2 separate regions of the Sus scrofa genome follow, and region 1 is linked to region 2. A link is a contact called in public Hi-C data. All regions are on one chromosome and are shown on one strand. The core of a region is the stretch at or near the end of the contact, and the rest is flanking DNA. Distances in the headings are between cores, read along the strand shown. Region 1 overlaps LOC106504821 (a long non-coding RNA gene). Region 2 has its middle 330 kb from the start of PAK1.

What was found. A called contact is a pair of places that touch in the nucleus more often than the background predicts.
Region 1: a Hi-C map of undifferentiated spermatogonia shows a contact between it and region 2, with 2.2 times the contacts expected there. The contact joins two enhancer-like sites. A contact is called at or near these places in 12 of 47 Hi-C or Micro-C datasets (brain, embryonic fibroblasts, fetal heart ventricle and 6 more).

Annotation. Positions count from the first base shown.
Region 1 is chr9:12,036,911-12,041,759 of Sscrofa11.1, reverse strand. The region is part of intron 1 of LOC106504821 (a long non-coding RNA gene); the gene reads left to right. Among named protein-coding and RNA genes, the nearest start is that of AQP11, 26 kb to the left of the region's middle. Within about 2 kb of position 2,574, at least 24 of the 83 cell types and tissues checked have an H3K27ac peak or open chromatin away from gene starts, as enhancers often do. A contact at or near this core is called in undifferentiated spermatogonia, where this site is marked.
Region 2 is chr9:11,640,404-11,645,262 of Sscrofa11.1, reverse strand. It overlaps the pseudogene LOC100622525. Among named protein-coding and RNA genes, the nearest start is that of PAK1, 330 kb to the left of the region's middle. Within about 2 kb of position 3,547, at least 2 of the 83 cell types and tissues checked have an H3K27ac peak or open chromatin away from gene starts, as enhancers often do. A contact at or near this core is called in undifferentiated spermatogonia, where this site is marked.

The sequences.
Region 1 (4,849 bases), core at 1,325-3,824, 400 kb before region 2:
AATCTGCATCTGTGACCTACACCACAGCTCATGGCAACGCTGGATCCTTAACCCAAGGAGCGAGGCCAAGGATCCCACCTGCATACTCATGGATGCTAGTCGGGTTTGTTAACCACTGTGCCACGACGGGAACTCCTCAGATGAGTGTTTTTGTATTATTTGGGTAAATACCCAGGGGTGGCATTCCATGATAGTTCTACTTTTAATTTTTTGAGGAATCTTCATACTCTTTTCCATAGTGGTTACACCCCTTTTCATTGCCATCCACAGTCCATGCGTGTTTCTTTTTCTCCACATCCTAATACTTGTTATTCGTCGTCTTTTTTTTTTTTTTTGTCTTTTGTCTTTTTGTCTTTTGTTGTTGTTGTTGTTGTTGCTATTTCTTGGGCCCCTCCTGCGGCATATGGAGGTTCCCAGGCTAGGAGTTGAATCGGAGCTGTAGCCACCGGCCTACGCCAGAGCCACAGCAACGCGGGATCCGAGCCGCGTCTGCAACCTACACCACAGCTCACGGCCACGCCGGATCGTTAACCCACTGAGCAAGGGCAGGGACTGAACCCGAGACCTCATGGTTCCTAGTCGGATTCGTTAACCACTGCGCCACGACGGGAACTCCTCGTCGTCTTTTTGATAACACATGTTGCCATTCTGACAGATGTGAGGTGCTATTTCACTGTGATTTTGATTTGCATTCCCCTGATGACAGTGATGTTTTCATGTGCCTGTTGGCCATCTGTTTTTCTTTGGAAAAATGCCTATTCATGTTCTCTGCCCATGGGTTTTTTTGTTTGTTTTTTGTTTTGCTTTTTAGGGCCGCACCCATGGCATATGGAGGTTCCCAGGCTAGGGGTCCAATTGGAGCTGTAGCCACTGGTCTATTCCACAGCCGCAGCAATGCCAGATCCGAGCTGTGTCTGTGACCTACACCACAGCTCACAGCAATGCCGGATCTTTAACCCACTGAGCAAGGCCAGGGATCAAAACTGCATCCTTACGGATACTAGTCAGATTCGTTTCCACTGAGCCATAACGGGAACTCCTTCCGGCTCTCTTCTTATGCTTCCACACAAACGCTCTGTTCTAGTCAAACTGTCTTCTGTTATATTCCATGAACACACCAGGTCCATCCCTGTGTCAAGTCTGCAGCAATACAAGCTGCCGTTGGAGTGCTTATCTTGTACCCAAACTGAGCAAGCCAATTACATGTGTTCTCTCTAATCCATACAGTCAAATTTCAGGGAAAGCATGAGTATCCCCATTGTAAGGAAAGCAATCTGGTGTTCCGAGACTCCAAGAGACTAGCTGAAGTCCCGGCTTGCGAGGGGAAGCTGGAATCTGACGTGGGTCTGTGGACGCCAAAGCTCAGGCTCCTGAGCTGAAATCCCTGCCATCTGTTCCCACCCTGCCTTCCCTCCCAGGGTTACTTCTGCCTTAGGAGTCAGCTTGAGGAGTTGGCTTGTGGTGCCGGGGGTAAAGATCTGGCGGTGCGACTGCAGCGGACTGGGTCACTGCTGTGGCTCGGGTTAGATCCCTGGCCTGGAAACTGCTGCATGTCGTGGGTGTGGCCAAAAAAGAGAAAGAAAAAAGCATCATCTCTAGGAGTTCCCGCCATGGTGCAGTGATTAACGAATCTGACTAGGAACCATGAGGTTGCAGGTTCGATCCCTGGCCTTGCTCATTGGGTTAAGGATCCGGCGTTGCCGTGAGCTGTGGTGTAGGTTGCAGATGCAGCTTGGATCCCGAGTTGCTGTGGCTCTGGCGTAGGCCAGCAGCTACAGCTCCGATTAGACCCCTAGCCTGGGAATCTCCATATGCTGCAGAAGCAGCCTTTTCAAGGCAAAAAAAAAAAAAAAAAAAAGAATCATCTCTAATTTCACTCCTTCTCCACAAAGCCCTTCCCCCCACTTCTTTTCTATTTTCTCAATTTTCACCACACTCACCCCTCACATTGGCTCTCTGGGTGGGTGCACCTCTCGTGGTAACTTATTTTGTCCTGTTTCCTTCTCCTCAAGGCTGAGAAGGAGAAGGACCTTCCTCTGTGTGTCCGTCCTGGTCCTGCAGCTGTGTCGAGATGGTGATAGTGCAAGATCATAATACTCAGTCTTTTCTGAGATGCCTCCCCCGGGAATATCTGGAGAAGGGGAGCCCCTGTAGGCCCAAGGGGAGCTGAAATTTGAACTGATTAGGAGTAGAGCCTTCCATGGGCTCAGGTTTGGAGTGATGTTTCCAAGGAAGCCTCTAGGTGTCAGTAGAAAGCCTAGCTTTGCGAGCATGAGGCTCCAAGGAAATCAGAATCTGAGGCTGGAAAGGGTTTTTCTCGTCTTCGTCATCCACCTAAAGCTAGAATTCCCTCTCCAGCGCAGCAACGACCACAGCCACATTCCTTCCAGCCCAGCGGCGGGTGATGAGGCAGCCTCTTCAGAGGTCGGACGGCTTTATTAGAAGCTCCTCGTGAAACTTCACCTCCTCGGAGCTTTCTGGGCAAGGAAACTAAGTGAAAGCAGCCATGCCCTGCAGCTGATCCTGGGCCCGCGAGAGGCCAGACTGTGGCTGAATCGGGCCTTCCACCCGGGATTGATTACTCCAGGATGCTGCTGGCATCAGTGGGAGCCTCGCTGCTCTGGGCCGTCCTGCCCCTCAGCCCCTCCCTGATGGCCTAAGTGTTGTCCAGCCTCAGAGCATCTGGGAAGGAAGGACGGCAGCGCGCTGTCTTCTCAGACCCAGGGGTGAAGAGGGTGGCTCTTGACAGCAGAGCCCGTTGACCTGGAGCGTACGTGTCTTGCTCAAAGATGCCTTCCTTTCACTTCTGTTCTTCCCAAGGGCTCCTCTCCAACAGCCAGATCCTTGCTTAACCAGACTCAATTTTTCTGCTCAAAAAATAAGAATACCTCTGTGCTTCCCGGTCCCAACTTATTCTTTGGAAATGTAGAGAACAAACCCAATGTATCTTCCTCTGGGATTCTGAAGATAGAAGTCAAGCCATCCCTCCCTCCCTCCCTCCCTCCATCCATCCCTCTCCCCCTTCCCCCTTCCCTCCCTCCATCCATCCCCCTCCCTCCTTCCCTCCCTCCCTCCATCCATCCCTGTCCCCCTTCCCCCTTCCCTCCATCCATCCACTCTCCCTCCCTCCCTCCATCCATCCATTAAACACATCTTTACCTGGAACCTACCATGTGCCAGGCCCTGAATCTCTTAATAGGCAGATAATAAGTGGCAAATGGTATTATTAATGACCTGATGATTAACTTAGTCACAGGTAGGTTCACTTTTCTGTGGTGGATTTCTGAGGAGGGAATGGAGAGATGAGGAACCCAGCATTTACTGAACATAATTATCTGCCAGGCAAGGTGTAAGGTGCTTGTTTTACTTGCCGTATATTGTCTTACCATCATCTCATGAAGTGGGTTATCTATAGTAGGTCTCTATTTTATTTTATTTATTTTTAAAGTAGTTTTTAATTGCTAAAGACCCTTTATTTTATTTTATTTTTGTCTTTTTTAGGGCCACACCCACAGCATATGGAGGTTCCCAGGTGAAGGCCACAGCCATTGGCCTGCAAAACAGCCCCAGCAACACCAGAGCCTTAACCGTCTGAGCAGGGCCAGGGATCGAACCTGTGCCACAGCAGTGACAATGCTGGATCCTTAACCACTAGGCCACCAGGGAACTCCTCTTTACTATATTTGATCGATAAATTGCTATAATAATATGTAGGAAAATTTTCAAGAAAATACAAAGGATCACCCCCAAATCTCATATCTTAATACAACATTTTCTATTCTAATTTATACTCGTATGTATATATATGTCCATTGTAAATCCTTAATAAATGTAGGTTTTATTATAATTCCAAGTGCTTTATGTTTTGATTTTTTTTCACTCAGCCTTATTTAAGGGTAATTTATTCATGTTTCTGTGTAGTTTTCCTAATGATCACATTTAACAGCTGCCTAATAGTTTATGAATTTTTGTTATAATTTAATGCTTTTAGAGGTGACGTTCAGGAATTACTATCCAGAAATAGTCTCTCTAATTCATTATTTAAACCACCTGCTTCCATGTGGCTTAAACTCTTTTTGTCAATGTGTTATACCTTCAAGGGGACAGGGACATATTTTTCTAGTAAGCAGGACATTTTCTTTTTGGTTTTAGAGGGTTTGGGGTCAAAAGCAGATTTGCAGTGTTGGTATCACAGGATAATGGCCGTGGGTTTAATTGCTGTTTGTTTCTTCCCAGATCCTTAGTGTCCTGATCCATGCTCCTGCTGACCGAAGCTCTCAGTTGAAGCTTCTAAAAACCTATTTAGGCTTCGCTGAGTCAGGTACTTCTCTGGGCTTTGCTGTGTGGTCTCAGTTTCTTCCCGGTAACTGCTTCTTATTCTGGTGAAAAGTGCCCACTCTTATGGCAGCAAGTCAAACAACAGAGGCCACTGTTTGGTTTTGGTCTGTGTGTGTATGTCTGTGCACATTCCTTGCAATTTTAATCGTGTTTCTTCCTGCAGTATCCTTTTCTCTTCATCTTAACAGCTGCCAGAGCCATCAGGAGAGAGAGGTGGGATGGGATCAAAGTTATAGCTGTCTCCAGCCAAAGCTATAGAGGGTCCTTGTTATCCCTAAGGCTTGTATTTGGCAGTATTCCCAGACCTAGGATGGATGGGAAAGCTACTGTGGGCCACTCTTTTTTTTTTTTTTTAAGGAGTATTTCTTTTTTTTTTTCTTCTTTTTTTAAGATGGCAGCACCTGAGGCATATGGAAGTACCCACGCTAGGGACTGAATCAGAGCTACACCACAGCATCTGCAACCTCTGCTGTAGCTTATGGCAATGCTGGATCCTTATCCCACTGAGTGG
Region 2 (4,859 bases), core at 2,298-4,797:
ATTACAACTGTTTACAGTGCGTCCATGGGAACTCTTTGAAGACTCACAGAAAAAACTTTCCAGAACTAAGGAGAAAAAGAGGGAAGCACAAGATGGGAATCAGACACCCAGGTTCAGGAGGCACAGAGGGTCCCAGACAAGATGAACTCAGATAAGTTCGCACCAAGACACATTATAATTAAAATGGCCCCCCCAAAATTCTAAAAACAGTAAGAGAAAAGCAGGTAGTTATGTATAAGGGAACTCCCAAAGACTCCAAACTGAATTTCAGTAGAAACTTTGCAGGCCAGAAGGCAGTGGCACTATATATTCAAAAATGATAAAATGAAAAAAACCACAATCAAGAATACTCCACCTGGCAAGGCTTTTATTCTGACTTAAAGGAGAATTCAATAGTTTTACAGATGAGACAAGCTAAAAGTTCAGTACCACTAAACCAGCTTTACAAGAAGTGTTTAAATTCTCTAAGTGGAAAAAAGACCATAACTAGAAATATGAAAATTAAAAAAGAACAAAGTATCACCTGCAAAGGCAAACATACAGTAAAGGTAATAGGCCAACCACGTATAAAGCTGGTAGGAAGATTAAAGAACAGAAGTAGTAAAATCAAATATATGTGCAATAAGAGGTTAAGCAACACACAAAACCAAAGGAGTAAAATAAGATGTCAAAAAATTGAAGTGGGAGTGGGGGTAAATGCAGACTCGTTAGGATACATTTGAACTTAAGAGATGATCACCCTAAGATAATCACCACACACACACACACACACACACACACACACACACACACTGTTATATAAGAACCTCAAAGTAGCTACAATTCAAAAATCTATTATAGGAGACACACAAAAAGGAGAAAGGAATCCATACATAATACAAAATATAATTGTCAAATCATGGAGGAAGTGACCAAAGAAGAAAGGAATAAAAAAGAACCAGAAAACAATGAATGGAATGTCAACAAGTACACTATGCTGTACAGCAGAAATTGACACAACACTGTAAATCAACTATAATAAAAAATAAAATATGCTCACCAGATGTAGAGAAAAATATACATGGACCAAATGTTCAAATGAAAAAAGAGTGGCTTAATGGATTCTTAAAAACCCCGTATAAGAAACTGACTTTACACCTAAAGATACAAACTAAAGTGAGATGATGGAAAAAATGCATACAAACGGAAACAACAACAACAGCAAAGCAGAGGTAGCAACATGCATAATACAAAGTTGACTTTAAAATGCAGACTTTATACAGAATGGAAATACAAGTGCCTCCATCACCACCAGATGTGGCCAAGTCAAACACAGCAGTGTGTGTCTGCAATGAAAGTGTAAGGACTGTCATTGTATCTTCTGAGAAGGTTGTAGATTTGTTACCCAACAGAAACAACCACACAGTTCCCTCCCACAGAACTGAAGAAGTGTGGTATGGCAGGAATGAGCAGACCCCTTTAAAGGTGGTGCCAAGAACCACATCACCACCGGCATCCGTTGCCACTGCCCATCTGATCCATCAGACAGGCTCCAGGTCATTGGAACCTTCTGGAATTTTACTTAAATCTGGCAATTACAGTGGACACTCAGAAGGGCTGTTCAGCAGTAGATCTCCAGCTCCTCCCGTCTCTGTTAATTACTATTCTCTAAACTCCCATCAGCACATAGACTGGAAAAACTATAAAATGTACAAAAGTATATTCATAACAAGCCTGTTATCAGAGAAGTCCATATGAAAAGGTGGAGGAAAGGAAGGCTTCAAGTACCAGTCCCCCTGTGACTCCTTGGCTTCCATCCCATTTATAGATGAACCAACTAGTCCCAGCATTGATTATGATACTTCACACATCCCTGCTTCTGCTGTCATCTCTGCCTCTACCTCTCAGGTACTCTCCATAGCAACAGTCCCTTCCAGTCTCACAACTTCAGCTCCTTTAATTCGACACCAGCTCTCCCATGACCGGGAATCTGTTGGACCTCCCAGCCTGGATGCCCAGCCCAGCTCAAAGACAGAATGATCAAAATCATACAACAACGGCCTGGATGATTACAGAGAAGATGCAAAACTATCTTTAGATCCAACCTGAAGGGGATCAAGATCATGCACAGCCAAAAGTCATCAGAAGACTCTGGATCCAGGAAAGAGTCTTCCTTAGAGGTTTTCAGTGATGCTGCCAAGTAAGGGTGGCTTCATTTCAGACGACTTGTCACCAGTAAGGGCAAATCTACAACCTTCTCAGAAGGTACTGTGTCAGTCCTCACATTTCCAATAAGGGCAAGTGAGTTGGTGGGGTATTTGGCCATGGAAGCAGATGTATGTTGTACTGCGGGGCCATTCTCTGTACCTGTACAAAGATAAATGGGAGCATACGGCTCCCTCCAAAGAGGGACAGCCCATCATTGTTGATGCTTGCTTGATAGACGTCTCTTACAGCAAGACCAAGAGGGAAAACATGTTCCAACTCACCATGTCCGACTGTGAATGCCTGTTTCAGGCTGAAGACCGGAACGACATGTTAGCCTGGATCAAGACCATCCAGAAGAGCAGCACCTTAAACGAGGAGGACACCGGAGTTATGAACAGGGATCTGATCAGTCGAAGAATAAAAGAATACAACAGTCTGATGAGCAGCAAAGCAGAGCCGTTGCCAAAGACCCCTCGCCAGAGTCTCAGCATCCGACAGACTCTGCTTGGTGCCAAAGCAGAGCCTTGGACTCAAAGTGCAACCCTCCCAAGGAAGATTCAGAAAGGAAGCTTCTCACTAAAGACAACACCAGTCCTCCCAAAGACAAAGGCACATGGAGAAAAGGCATTCCAAGTATTATGAGGAAGACATTTGAAAAAAAAGCCTACTGCTATGGGAACATTCGGAGTCAGACTGGATGACTGCCTACCAGCTCATACTAATAGGTATATTCCATGAATAGTTGATATATGTGGCAAATTAGTTGAAGAAAGAGGTCTTGAGTATACAGGTATTTACAGAGTTCCCGGAAATAATGGAGGCATCTCCAGTATGCCAGAGGAACTCAACAAGGGAATGGCTGATATCGATATCCAAGATGGCAAATGGCAAGATTTGAATGCAATCAGTTTACTGAAATCCTTCTTCAGAAAACTCCCTGAACCTCTCTTCACAAAGGATAAATATGCCATCTTCATTGAAGCCAGTTGTAAAGATCCTCTAGGTGGTCTGAAAACACCGAAAAGACCAATTCACAATTTGCCTGAACATCGTTACAAGACACTCAAGTTTCCTTCGGCTCATCTGAAGACAGTGATAGAAAATTCAGAAAAAAATAAGATGGAACCAAGAAACCTCGCCATGGTATTTGGCCCGACTCTCATGAGAACATCTGAGAATAACATGACCCACATGGCCACTCACATGCCGGAAGAGTACAAGATCATGGAGACACTTATCCAGCACCATGACTGGTTTTTCACGGAAGAAGGTGCTGAAGAACCTCTTGCAACAGCGCAGGAGGAAAGCACAGTAGACTCCCAGCCACTGCCCAACGTCGATCATTTACTCACCAACATTGGAAGGACAGGAGTGCCCCCTGGAGATGGATCAGATTCAGCTACTAGTGACTCCACAAAACCTAAGGGTTCTTGGGGATCTAGAAAAGATTAGTATAGCAGGGACCTGCTTGTATGCTCTATCTTCAGAGCCGCCAGGCGCAAGAGGAAAAAGCCAAAAGAGAAAGCCCGACCCAGCAGCTCAGAGGATGAACCGGGCAATGTATTTCTTAAAGAAAACGCAGAGCAGTGTCCCAACGACATTAAAGAAGAGTCCAAAAAAGAGAGCGAGACAGTGGGCAGAAAGCAAAGGATCGTCACTTCCGAAGAGACTAACACCAGGAAGGACACCAGCGCCGCTAAAGAGGATCAGACCGCTGGGCGGGGAGAGAGCGCGCCGGCCGGGGAGCCCTCGCCCCGTCCTGCTCAAAGTCACCCACTCCCAGCCGTAGCCTCGCGGTCCTGAGGGAGAGCCCCAAGCCCTTCGTGGCATCAAAGCCCTCCCTCTTTGAAGAGACAGAGTCCGATGATGGCACTTTGCTTAGCACTTGTGCCCAGGCTTCCACGAAGAAATCCACCAGCCCCGACGCGAAACCCAGCGAGTCCTTGGCCACCGTCACCATCATCACCTCCGATGATGCCACGACGTCGCCCGTGCCCTGCTGGTCCAGCCTGGACTCCAGCTGGCTGAGCCCCGAGGTGCAGTCGGTGCCGAGCGTAGGGGGGACGAAGCCGACTACCAGAGGAGTGAGCTGGTCAGCGAGGGGCGGCCTGTGGAGACGGACAGCGAGAGCGATTTCCCCGTTTTCCCCGCGGCTCTGACCCGGGAGAGGCGTTTGCGAGGAAAGCTGCAAGAAGCCGCCAAGACAAGCTGGAGAAACTCCGAAGGCAGTGAAGTCAGTTGTACCGGGGGAAGTTTAACACCGAGTTTAGGGAGCCGGAGGCAGCTCTGCAGTTCCCATGAACTAATGTGATACCCTGTCCAGGAAGAAATCGGCTTGATTCAAGTCAGCGGGAGTCTGGGAGATGCCAAGAATGAGAAGGAAACCCCTTCCATCGCCGAAGTGTTTGATGTTAGGAAAGAAGGAAAATCAACGGGGAGTTTGCTGACAGCCCCAAACCAGAAGAGAACGCGAGAAACAGGAACCCACCTGGAAAAGGAAAATAGCTGATCGGTTAAAACTGAGGCCCAAAGCACCAGCAGATGACATGTTTGGGGGAGGCAATCAAAAACCCAAGACGGATCCTGCCAAAAGGAAAAACATCAGACGGAGACACGCTAGGAGGGCACAGAAATGCTGCCGAAATCTGTGTTTTGAATTTTTGGACAGCGCA